Linked DNA regions of Mus musculus: region 1 is linked to region 2. A link is a contact called in public HiChIP or PLAC-seq data. All regions are on one chromosome and are shown on one strand. The core of a region is the stretch at or near the end of the contact, and the rest is flanking DNA. Distances in the headings are between cores, read along the strand shown.

Region 1 (6,095 bases), core at 518-3,017, 59 kb after region 2:
CTGCAAGGGAAGCATAAACGCAAGAAGATACCAAGCACCCTCTGCACACTGGGACTCGTGCTGTGACAGTCCTGTAAAACAGCTACTAAGGCAGATGCTAAATAACATAAGCCATGTGATATGTTCATAACATATAAATCAAACAGTGTGGCACATGGAAAGGCTTGACTCTGTAATATTAGAGAGACCCCAAAGGAGGGACTTAGCAAGTTATGAAGGAATCCTGAGGAAGAGCATTCTAAGACTAGAGAACAAACACAAAAAGCAGGGAAGGGGGATTTGTCTGGTATCCTTACAGAGCAGCAAGGGAATCATTATGAAAGAGTAAACAAATGTAAAAATAGTAGACAGGGCACAGTAGCTACAAGGAGTCTGACTGGTACAAGCAGAGTTATGTCTAATACTAAAAAGACGTTTGGTGTGTACGCGGAATGAACATGGAATTTTAGACTGATTTTGAGTAGGGATGGTCTGGCATGTTTTAAAGGGATCATTTTTGATGGCTGTGTTTGGAGACTGCAAAGAGGACAAGGTAGGACATAACAAGACCCATTAGAACTCCATACAGAGAAGGATACTGAGAATTTGAGAAGGGGAGACTTGAATATAGGATCTCAGGGGTTTATTTGCAGGTATACACAAAGCGCACCTCTTTAGACCTAGAAAACGTGGTAATGCTGGAAACATCTTTAGTTCACACAATTATGCAAAGCCATAGTGGTACCTAATGTGTAGAGATCAGGAGTACTAAACATCTTAAAGTAAGTACCCAGCATAATTCTCCCCAACAACAACAAAAATGTACTTAGCCCCAAAGAGAAAACAGAGAAAACAGTGCTGAGGTTGAGAAAGCATGATTTTAAATAGAGGGATGGAGGGATAGGTGGTAGATGGTTAGTCTACGGCTGGTGATGTAACAGTTGAAGGCAGTGAGAAATGATAGCAGGATTGGGATGTTTTCAGGGTAAAAGTGACACAGTATCCTAACACACCGAAATTATGTCAGGGAACATATACGTAAGATACTGTACCATGGATCTTAAGCAATGTGTCTTAATGACCGGCTGCTTTACCTCCACTCCAGAGAGTAAGGCGAAACAGGGCTGGCCTACACGCTACGGTAACGTCTAATACCTCTGTACCTTCTCCACCAGGATCCGGTCGGTCTCTTGCACGCTGGTATCAGGCACTTGCTTGTCCAAGTAACCGACTGGATAGAGGGAGTCTCCCTGTCCACTGCCCCGGTCACTTCGGCCCCTAAAGAACCAAACCAAATCAAGAGACTAAAACTGCGGGTTTCCAGCCCTATCAATCACAGGAAAAAGAACCTCAGATGTAGCTACCCAAATTAGACCCTCTCGTGCGTTCGTCAGTTCTCTCTGCCTATTGGGAAAACTAAAAGATCCTGGGGAAAAATACCTTCCACAGCACAGAAGCTCCTTGGGTAACATCTATGTGCTACCCACTCGTGTCGGAGACTTAGACGAGGCCCAGGTCCGCTGGATCTCGGGCCGTTCTAGGGTAAGGATCAGATACCGAGCTTCACTCGAGAGACTCACCTGCTGCCTCCTCCCGGCCCACTCAGCTCAATGGCCCATTTGAACCGCCGGCCTCGGTTGGCCACTAGGCCCCCCTGGGTCGTCATGACAGCGGCCGCTGGCTAAAAGTACCCACACCCTCCGGCCGCTTGCGTTCTGCAGGTAAGAACTAGCTGCAACTGCAAGCTCTCCGACTTCCTCGCGTTCGCCGCAGTGCACTTCCGGCGCATAATTGAACGTCACACGATCACCGGAAACTTCCTGTCGGGAATACAGAAGAAAGAATGCGTGAATTTAGAAAATCCGCAGACATCCAGAAGAGCAGCTTTCTGAAACCTCCCTGCGAGTACACCTCTCACTTGTGCTCTGTCTCTCAGGTGTGCGCCATCGTGCTGGAGTGAAGTCCGAAAAGACAAGAACTGAAGCCAAGAAGAGCACGAAATTGAAATGTTGTTTTAATCCTGGGGTTATCCGGAATTGGGTGACCTTGAGCGAATTATTCAACCTCTGAGTACTCCGTGTCCACATATCGCAGGAGCTATGTATTTGTCTTGTTGTTGTTCTTGTTTAAATGGTTTTCCCCCATTTAACTCGCAAACTAACCCACCGAGGTAGACTCTGGGAATGGAAAGATAAGCTGAGTTCAGGATTTATCTGGTCTCCTTTTAAGTCCTTTCATTACTTACTGTGCCACCTCGTCTAAATTAAATTCATTGCTCCACCTGCCTCATGCAAAACGATGGATAATCGCCTAATTTTGACCTGTTGTGGGATTAAATAGGACCTATAACCTAGACCTAACTTTTTTTTATCATTAAGCGTTATCATTCCTAGAAAGGAGTTTAATATTCAATGGCTCATCTGTATTGTAATTTAGTCTATTACTGGAAAAATGTTTCCTCCCTCTCACCCCTTTTATAATTCAGTGTTAGTGTGAAAATCACTTGGGACATCTGTTCCTATTGTACTAGGAGTGGAATTGCTACATCTAAGAGTATGTACATTTTTAAAGAATTACTATTTTAAATGCCTACTTTTAAATTATCAGTTCAAATACAGTAGTTTTGTTTATTTCTTCTATTTACCTTTATTACTGTTATTCCCAAATTGTTTGTTATGGCTGTAGTTTTGAGGAAAGGACTACTGTGACAGTATGGTTGAGGATCTGGCTGAAGAATACCTCCTTAGCCAACTTAAGTTTTAAGAGATAATCTCTTAGAGATGACGGTGATCTGCACACATTGAAGATTCCCACCTCCACATCATTTTCCAGTTTTGTAGTTCTATGTGCAGAGAAGAGAAGGCTGTGTATGACATACAGTGTAGCAGAGTGGCGGAGGGTGTGAGATTTTACCAGCTATTCAGAACACTGCAACCTAAGACATTAGTCTAGAATTTTCCATTTAAAGTTTGTAGAACACAAGTGAAGCTAGGAGAGCTACGTGCAGATAATCTAAGCCACGAAAAGCAAAACTGATGATTGAAAAGTTGTAATTAAATAAGTTGTCATTAAATGTGCCACGGTAGAAATAAGTTAGAATTATACATATGTAAAACAAAATATAAAATAGGTTATCTATCACAAATGTTAATATGTGTTAAGTAATAGTTTTCAGGTAACGTCTAATTTTTAGGGCACTCGTGTGCTAATAAATTTTTAATGAGCATATTTTAAAAACAAACTTGTTTGATAAAATCGCATTTTTCTACTTAAAGTATTTCCTCGTTATATGAAACTTTAAACTATAAATCTCAGTTACTCTGTCCTCAAGGAGTCAGCCAGGAAGTGTATTCCTTCACCCCGAGAATCTTAAATGTCATTTGCTAAGTTGTATCTCAGGAAGACGAAGCCATTGGAACGAGATGCTCACATCTGCGGTATTTTCAGTACTGTTAGTATAATGTGATAAGCTATTTACAAAGATGACAACAGGCAGATATGGCTGCACTGGCATGTCAAACCACAAAGTGGCTGCCAGCATACATGTGTTTTTCATGACTGGGTGCCACAAGACCACCCCTCTTCACATACTCCAAGGAGCTGAGCACTGAGGTGACCAGCTCTTCAGTGCCTGCACGTGGGATATGTTCTGCTAACTGGGCTGCCGACCAAGTGCCAGCCCAGTGTGGGGATACACAGGGGGCCTCCACCCAATCAGAGGAGAAGGGGACGGGGACAGGGACAGTGAGTGGGATGTAAAATGAATAAATAACAAAAGTTGAGCACTGCCCCCAGCCCCAGCCTCAGCATGCCTGGCTTTCTCAGCCAGTGATGCCTTCCAAGCCCTGCACATTGAGTCCTTCTCCAGCTTCCTCCAAAGTTTTCAGAAGTGATGAAACCACGGGATTCTGGACGCAGTGCCAATGAGCAAGCTGTGCAATCAAGGGCCCCACGCCCATCCCCTGGAGGCCCATCCCCCGGTTAGAAAGATTTAACTGTCAAATGGTTACTAGAGAATTGCTTTTAGTTTTCTTTCCTTATCTGAAGTTAGGTTTTTGTTTTCTTTTTAAATCTATTTATTTTATACAAGGTCCCACTATGTACCCCTGGCTGGCTTTAAATTCAGAGATTAGCCTGCCTCTATCTCCTAAAATTAAAGATATGTGGTATGATCAGGGCCTTTTTTGTTTTTTGTTTTTGTTTTTCTGTCTTACAACTCCTTCAGTATCCAATAGAATGTAGGAGACTACTTTATGCATGTGGGAATGCTTCAGGAGAAAAATGAAGGGCATCTCCACAAACTTCACTTGCTCATTTTCCTTGTCACTTTTTTTTGTTTGATTGTTTATTTGTTTGTATTTTATTTTATGTTTTAAACAGGGTTTCACATAGTTCAGACAGCCTCAAAGTCATCATGTAGCCAATTGATAGCCTTGAACTCTTGATCTTCCAGCCTCTGCCTTCAAGTGTTGGGATTATAGTCCTGCACCACTGTGGCAAGATCTGCTTATTCTTTTGAAAAGATTATCAGACTATCATTAAAGTAGAGATTTGTGAGTATGTGTTTGTGTGTGTGTGTGTCTGTGTGTGTCTGTGTTTTTAAAAATGGGGTTTTGAGTGTGCTTTGTAAGGAAAGGGACCGATGTGTGTGTGTGTGGGGGGGGTGTTAAAATAATTTTTAGGAATTTTAAAACTATATATGTGTGTGTGTGTGTGTATATATATATATATATATACATAGATAGATAGATAGATAGATAGATATGTGTGTGTGTGTTCTTGTGTGTCTATGTGGGTATATGTGCATATATGTACAGGTGTCTGAGGAGGCCAGGTGTCAGATTGGGAGCTTGTGTTACAAGTGGTTGGTAGCTGCCAGACAAGGGTGCTGGGAATTGAACACATATATAAGACCAGTACAGGCTCTTGAACCTCTGAGCCATGTTTTTTGTGTTGTTGTTGTTGGTTTTTTTTTTTTTTCCATAAGCCTAGGAAATGTGGATTCTAAACCTGAATGGCTCAATTAGGGACCCTCTTGATCTTCATTTGTAAAACTTAGATGATTTCTAAGGGCGCCCTCTAGATCTAGGATGTATTACACTTGCTGTCAACAAATAATAATTTGTGCTGGTTGTGGTGGAGTCTGCCTGCAATCCCAGCACTCGGGAAGTGGAAGCCAGAGGATATTGAGTTCCAAGCTAGCCTGGGCTACATTGAAAGACACTTTCAAAAACAAACAAACAAAGAAACAAAACCATTTTGCTTACTGTCCTTTCCATCCTTATACACTCCTAGTAAAGAAAAAACTCAAAGAAATAATAAGATCTCATCTCCACCCCCTCCCCACTCCAGACTACCTGGGTCTCTGGATTATGCTGGAAGGTCTTTTAGCATTAATTATAGCAATTTTCAGCCTAGAAGCACAATGGCTGCTTGGGAGGCACATATGGGGAGTACTAAAACATGCTAATGCAAGACTTCGTTTTTCGGGGCTCTTTGCAAGGATGGCTATGGGTGAATTTGTACCAGAACAGCAGCTACAGTCACCTCAGTTCCACCTTTATCCTCTCAATGTTTCCCTTGGATAAGACACACTCAGCAGCTTCCAATTCAAAGCATCAAAAAGCTGTGCCAAGGAAGACAAATAATGCTCTATGAGCAACTGGAAGCATTTTCTGTATTGCTGTATGGACATACACAGCAACACAAATTGAAAGAGTGGAACCTGCACACTATTGGCAGGGCCATTCTATAGGGCAAGATCAGTAATCATGCCAGCTGGTCTCCTAATCAATGAGTTGTTTCAAAACCAACACGCAGGTGAAGCCAAGTAAAAGCATCATGTATTCACAAAAGCATGACACACTGAAGAAAGTAATGTACTTTTGAAACCTTAAAAAAAAATTAGTAGTGCCTGGACACTGCTTCCAGCGATTGGGGTTGACTCCCTCTGGGTGGGCCCTGGGAATCAGTCTTTCTTGTGGTTCTTTTGATACTGCTATACAGGAAGACCTAAAAAGCACGGAACAAAAGTATCTCATTAACCTAAAATAACAAAGTTTGGGTTTTTACAAATGAATTTGAGAAAAAAATTATCAGTTTTTGAAAGCCTCTTT
Region 2 (6,451 bases), core at 2,719-5,218:
GTTTCTTTCCTGTTATGTTTTGCCATCAAACTAGTTTTGGAAGTTTAGATGCTTCATGTATTGGCCAGAGCATTGAGCCTAACTTAGCTTTGGCTTCTTTATACATTTCCTACTGATATCACAGAATTATCATGAGAACCAAAGAAAATATTTGAAAACTAAGTGTAGGGTATTGTGGGTTGTGTGGTCCCAGTATCTGCTCTGCCATAGGGCACAGCTGCAGGAGAGGTGGTACTTGGGAAGTTGACCACACTTACCCCACAACAGGTGGGTATTGGGCTGTAGAGCAGCGCAGGGACATTGGGGGTCCCCAGGCCTTTGATGAGGCTGGGGGCTTCTGGTTCTCAGGCTCTTGGTCACCCAGGCACCACTAGGAGCTACGGAAGAGCTGAGAACTGAGTGGGAACCCACAGGCTGGATCTAGGCGGGGGATTGGGGGGGTGGTGGATGAGGGAGGGGAGGAGAAGCCCCGGCGGTCCTGCTGGGGTAGTCCTAGGTTTGATGGCAGCTGCAGGCTTGGACAACTGGGCTTGGTAGAGAAGGTGGCTGGGAATACAGAGAGGTCTTCTACAGGAGATTAGATGGCGGCTTTATGGGCAAAGGCCTTCTCCTTGGCTCCCCACAGCAGATCCCCATGAAAAGAGACAGTCCATGGTTCTAAGACATTTATTGTCATGGTGGAAAGTAGTTGTTTAAAACCATACCTCACTTCTGAGGGTGGGCCTGGGTTAAATACCTTTTGCAGAGAGAAGTGTCTGGGAAGGAAAGCTTATTGGCTAAGCTCTCCAGCCTTTAGGTACCTCATTAAAATGAAGATCTGTCTTGAGCCTACATGACCACAAGTCACATCTACAAGTGGAGGGGTTTGGGACATTGCCCTTACACAACTGATAGCCACAAATCTATGGGGAGTGGGGGTGGGGGTGGGGTGATTTGGCTAGTGATGGAGCCTGGTGCCCAGGAATCAGGTGAAGTGCATGCTGTCCCTTCAGGATTTCTGGGGCTTTAAGCCTTAGCTCAACCAGGGACCATGCCCGCCTTTCACGGCCCCACAGGGTGTTATTAAATATAAATAAATTACTACCACTGTTCTCAGTTTCTTATATTTGGTTTAAAAGCTTCTTATATTAGGAATTGTCTTTTGTATGGGATGTGTCTATGTGAGACAGGGTCTTAATATATAACCCTGATTGGCCTAGAACTTGCTATGTAGACAGGCTGTCCTCCAACTCCTTCCTGTCTCTGCCTTCCAGCATTGTGATTAAAGCCACATGATACCATGCCCAGCTTTTTTCTTCTCTGTGCATATTCATAAATATACTCCACCCCCCCCCACTTCTTTCCCCCACCCTGCCTCAGTGAAATGCTGTCTTGAGAGCTCAGTCAATCTTCTTTTTTTTTTTTTTTGCCGTTTTAGTCCTTTCTGTTCTTCATTATTGCACCTCATTTCTCTTTCTTTTCCTTTTCTTTATTAGATATTTTCTTTATTTACATTTCAAATGTTATCCCCTTTCCTAGTTTCCCTTCTGAAAAATCCCCTATCCTCTTCCCCCTCCCACTGCTCACCAACCTACCCACTCCTGCTTCCTGGCCCTGGCATTCCCCTATACTGGGGCATAGAACCTTCACAGGACCAAGGGCTTCTCTTCCCATTGATGACCGACTAGGCCATCCTCTGCTACATAGGCAGCTAGAGCCATGATTCCCACCATGTGTTTTCTTTGGTTGGTGGTTTAGTCCCAGGGAGCTCTGTGGGGGGCAGGTTAGTTCATATTATTGTTCCTCATATAGAGCTGCAAACCCCTTCGGCTCCTTGGGTACTTTCTCTAGCTCCTTCATTGGGGACCCTGTGCTCAGTCCAATGGATGGCTGGGGGCATCTACTTTTGTATTTGTTAGGCACTGGCAGAGCCTCTCAGGAGACAGCTATATCAGGCTCCTGTCAGCAAGCTCTTGTTGGCGTCCACAATAGTGTCTAGTTTTAGTGGTTGTTTATGAGGTGTATATCCCCAGGTGGGGCAGTCTCTGGATGGTCATTCCTTCAGTGTCTACTTCACACTTTGTCTCTGTAACTCCTTCCATGGGAATTTTGTTCCCCCTTCTAAGAAGGACTGAAGTATCCACAGTTAGTCTTCCTTCTTGAGTTTCATGTGTTTTGCGAATTGTATCTTGGGCATTGCTGTCTTGAGAGCTCAATCAATCTTCTTATCCCAGCCTGCCAAGTTGCTAAACTTGAAGCCATGTACCACGGATGCCCAATACATTCAATTCTCTTAAAAATAGTTGTTTAATGAGTATCTTCTATCTATCTGATCCTCACAATTTTATGTTTTATTACATAAATAGAAAATTTTATTTTCATTGCCTAAATAGAAAATTAAAGCTAAAAATTATTTAGTCATTATCCCAGATTAAATGAATAGTGCAAGGTGAAGTTAGAATCTTACCTGCATTTTTACCTCCCAGTCCTGTGTTCTTGTTTCCATTGCCCCTTGTATGTGCCCTTGTATGTATGATGGTGGGCTCTCCATACGTCACCATTCTAGGAATTCCCTTTGTCTCTCCTGAAATGATAACAGCAGTAGCCACAGCATGGGATGGAAATGCTGTAGAAATAATACAGATAAACTGTTTGGGTGTCTGTCATATACATATTCTAACAACTGCTGTGGATAACCATTGCTGTTATTTTCATACAAAAATTTGTTATATTTGACTCTAAAACTGTCATGACATATATATTTATATCATAAATGGACTGATTAAACATTATATAAAACTGATATATATCTGAAGAGATAGTAGAGCATTTCTCTGAAAGCTAACATGAATTACTTAAGCAAGTCAGCCCAACAATAAAGTTCTGTGACAGAGTGGATTAGCACAAAAGTTTTAAAAAGATACAAATATTGTCTCACTTCTGTCATTAACCAAGGTTGGAAATGATAGGCATATGCCTGCCTAGTAGGTATGAGTCAGAGAAGAAGACATGAGTTGTATAGCTTCTATCAAATGACTAATCGATCAGTAGATATTTATAGGTTTATACTCTTAAATTGTTCATGTACAAGCATGTGCTGTAATAGTAGAGATCAGAGCACAGCCATCTTCATATGGGTTCCAGGAATGGAACTCAGGTCTTCAAGTTTACCAGGAAGTATGACAACCCACTGGATCAACACACCAGCCTTGTAAATAATTGTATGCAATCTATAGCTTTTAATTTTAATATCTGTCCTGATAACAGTGGTTAGAAGTCTTGTATTTTAACAGTCTCCGTTTTTAGTTTCTATCCTTGAAACCATATGGCATAAGTCTCCAAGCGAACCAAGGTCTTACACTAGCAGTTTTTAAAGTTTGCTCCCTCAGCTTTTTTTCCAGAAATACAGGAATAGCATTAGTAATGTTTGTAGCTGTATTAGATGGCTTTATATTTGAGCTGCATGATGTGTCATCCTCTCTGAAGCGTGTCGTGAGCCCATACTGTCTTATGACTTGGGAGAGAGGGATGGATGCTGAAAAGCTATTGAACAAAGGAAATATTAAAAAGAACAAAACTGAGTATTTATGTTAGTCCTGTAAATGCTGTAAATGAAAACCACAGGGGGCTGGTGAGATGGCTCAGTGGGTAAGAGCACCCGACTGCTCTTCCGAAGGTCCGAAGTTCAAATCCCGGCAACCACATGGTAGCTCACAACCACCCATAATGAGATCTGATGCCCTCTTCTGGTGCATCTGAAGACAGCTACAGTGTGCTTACATATAATAAATAAATAAATAAATAAATAAATAAATAAATAAATAAATAAATCTTTAAAAAAAAAAAAGAAAAGAAAACCACAGTCTGTCAAAACTATAAGGTGATCGTTCCATTCAGGAGGTTGAGGCAGGAGGTTGTCAGACATCCTGAGCTTCACAGTGTCTCAGTCCCCAGTAGCACCAGAATACAGCCCCAAAGCAAAATCGTCATCACTTACTCTGCTCTGCATTGTGACATAGTGTAACACAAATCTGCATTCTGACAGTTATTTGTTTTTGTCTTTGGGATATACATTCTTATTATGTGTAGCCCGGGCTTCTTCAACCTTGAGATTCTCCGCCTTCACATTTAGGATTATAGGAATATAATCTACCAAGCCTAGCTCATGGTTTTTAAAATGTACAGTTCAGTTGTATTAAGTATCTTCTCATTGTTCTACCAAAGAGCTTCAGAACGCTTACATTGTGTGACTCATCGTACAAATCTCCACTTTTTTTCCCTCCCAGCTCTTAGTAACCATCCTTCCTGGTTCTGAGTTTGACTACTTTGGAGTTTCAGACAAGTAGAGTCATATGGTACTTGGCTCTGTTCCTGTGTGACTGAGTTATTCCATTAGCATGTTCTCAAAGATTCATCTGTCCTGTAGTTTGTGGCCAAATTACCTTCCTTTTAAACTGTACATATATACTACATTTAGTTTACCCATTCAGCAATGGACATTTGAATGACTTCTCATTAAATGAATTCTTAATATATTTACTAGCTGCTGGGAAACCTCACAGCTAACCAGAGATCCAGGCCACTGATCTGTCATCACAAAGACTCTCCTACATAGCTGTCTTGGGAAACGACTAAAAGCTGACCTCTTGAGCTAGGTTACTTGTCCTGTCCCAGTCTTCTGTGGCGCTCGTACCCAGCTCTGACTGCTGCTTGTCATCTTGGCTACTTTCCAACCTTACTCAGGATGCCGTTTTCTTTTCCGGGATCATCTTAGCTTTCTAACTGTGCTTCCTGTACCTCCTCCTCATCGTGCAGTCTGTTCTTGATAGCAGCTGCAGTGATCCTGTGGAGATAGCAAGCCTTCCAGTGACTTCCTATTGTACTCAGAGTAACTCAGAAGTCCAGACTGTGCCCTAGAAGGCCTCGTGTGACCCATGCTTTCTTCACTGCCTGCATTCGTCTCTTAGACCATGTTCCATTGCTCCCTGTTTATGCTGCTGATAGCCTGGTTTACTCGTTCACTGAACAGGACAGCTCGGACCTTGGTTCTGAGTATTTCCTCTTTCTGCACAGTTCTTTTCTTTTCCTTCCTTCCTTTCTTTCTATTTTTTCCAGAATATGGTGTCAAATCCCCTGGAACTAGAGTGATAGGCAACTGTGAGCCTATTGGGGTACTACTGTCTGAACCAAGGTTCTTTTCAAGAGCTGTAAGCCCTCTCAACAGGGACATCCATCGAGCCCCTTATTTCTGTTCTTACTCCCTTTACAATCCAACCATCAGCATGCCTTTTAAACAGTTAACCAGGCGTGTTGTGTGGCTGTGTAAAACCTCCCAGTAGACCTTGTTCAACGTAAAAGTGACAATCATTGTCTTGTCTTCAGGACCTTGAGTATAACTGCTATCTACCTGTTTCCTGACCCTTTTAACCACTGTGCTACTCATTACACTTCAGCACATCACAAGTTCCCAAGAGTACCAAGCTGACTCCCATTTGATACTGCCTTTCCTCATCCATCCCCCTGCTCCAAGCAGTCATTTTCAAGATTGTCATGCTTACCTTCTTTTTATAGAGACCTTTATTTTTTTAAGGTTTTATTTTTATTATTTTAATTATGTTTCTTATTCTACGTCCCTTGGCCAGTTAGTCACCCTATGTTAGTCTACTGCAGAAAGAAGCGTCTCCGATGAAAGCTGAGAAATACATTGATCTATGGGTATAATCATAAGTCATTAGGAATGGGTTTAACACTTTGTCCATTTGGCAGAATAATAGTAGTAGCTTCTATGACCTATTGTCTGACTAGCCACATGGTCTTGGTTCAATAATGGTGTCAACTGTAGGTTTCATTTTGGGGAGCAGCCTTAGAGTCAGCCAGAAAGTGGTTGGTTCCTCCCATGATGTCCAGGTCACTACTGTATCAGTGGGTGCTTCCTGTCAGACCCATCATTATTGTAACTGGCAGGATTCATTTCTGGGTATGATTGATGGTTTCTTTTGTCTCTTCTGGTAGCATGCATAGTGTTTTTTAGCACTGTGAAAACTAGAGGGATGAAGCTTCCACCATCTTGATTTCCCCGTATCCTATGACTCAAATACTGCTTCACTCATCAAGTTCTGAAGGGTTAGCCAAAAGCAGTGACAGTAGCCTATAATGTTTGTTGGGGAAGTCTCCAGGACTTTACTGGCTGCAGTCCCAAAAAAAGTAACTCATTCCTGAGACTTAAGCTTATATTTGTCCCAGTTACAGGGTAACTCCATTTTAACTCTGTTAATATATGTATCCACAGGTATCTTAGAAGCTTATACAGCAGTAGCTTCCCGTGTGACCTTTCCAATGTTGCTATCCCTTCCCTGCTCCCTCTCCTACCCTCTTCTTTCCTGTCCTTCTCTCGCTCTCTCTCCCTCCCTGTTCCACAATTTCTTTCTGCCTTTCTGTACCAGGTCTTTTCTTAATGATTGCCTCCTCAGAA

The links. HiChIP or PLAC-seq counts read pairs in DNA pulled down with a chosen protein or histone mark.
Region 1: an H3K4me3 HiChIP or PLAC-seq map of bone marrow-derived macrophages shows a contact between it and region 2, with 3 times the contacts expected there. The contact joins the promoter of Emc4 here to the enhancer-like site in region 2. A contact is called at or near these places in 1 of 39 promoter capture datasets (macrophages), 2 of 484 Hi-C or Micro-C datasets (bone marrow-derived macrophages and nephron progenitors), 6 of 115 datasets of contacts at active chromatin or transcription factors (the SCID.adh cell line, bone marrow-derived macrophages, embryonic stem cells and 1 more) and 3 of 9 other capture datasets (adipose tissue, liver and pancreatic islet).

What each region holds. Positions count from the first base shown.
Region 1 is chr2:112,366,260-112,372,354 of GRCm38.p6, forward strand. It overlaps Emc4 (ER membrane protein complex subunit 4), which reads right to left and starts at 1,768. Exons shown (of 5, transcript NM_026519.3): 1 at 1,560-1,768; 2 at 1,143-1,257. The coding sequence starts at 1,645.
Region 2 is chr2:112,304,578-112,311,028 of GRCm38.p6, forward strand. The region is part of intron 1 of Slc12a6 (solute carrier family 12, member 6); the gene reads left to right. Among named protein-coding and RNA genes, the nearest start is that of Slc12a6, 41 kb to the left of the region's middle. Within about 2 kb of position 3,969, at least 99 of the 459 cell types and tissues checked have an H3K27ac peak or open chromatin away from gene starts, as enhancers often do. A contact at or near this core is called in adipose tissue, bone marrow-derived macrophages and intestinal villus epithelium, where this site is marked.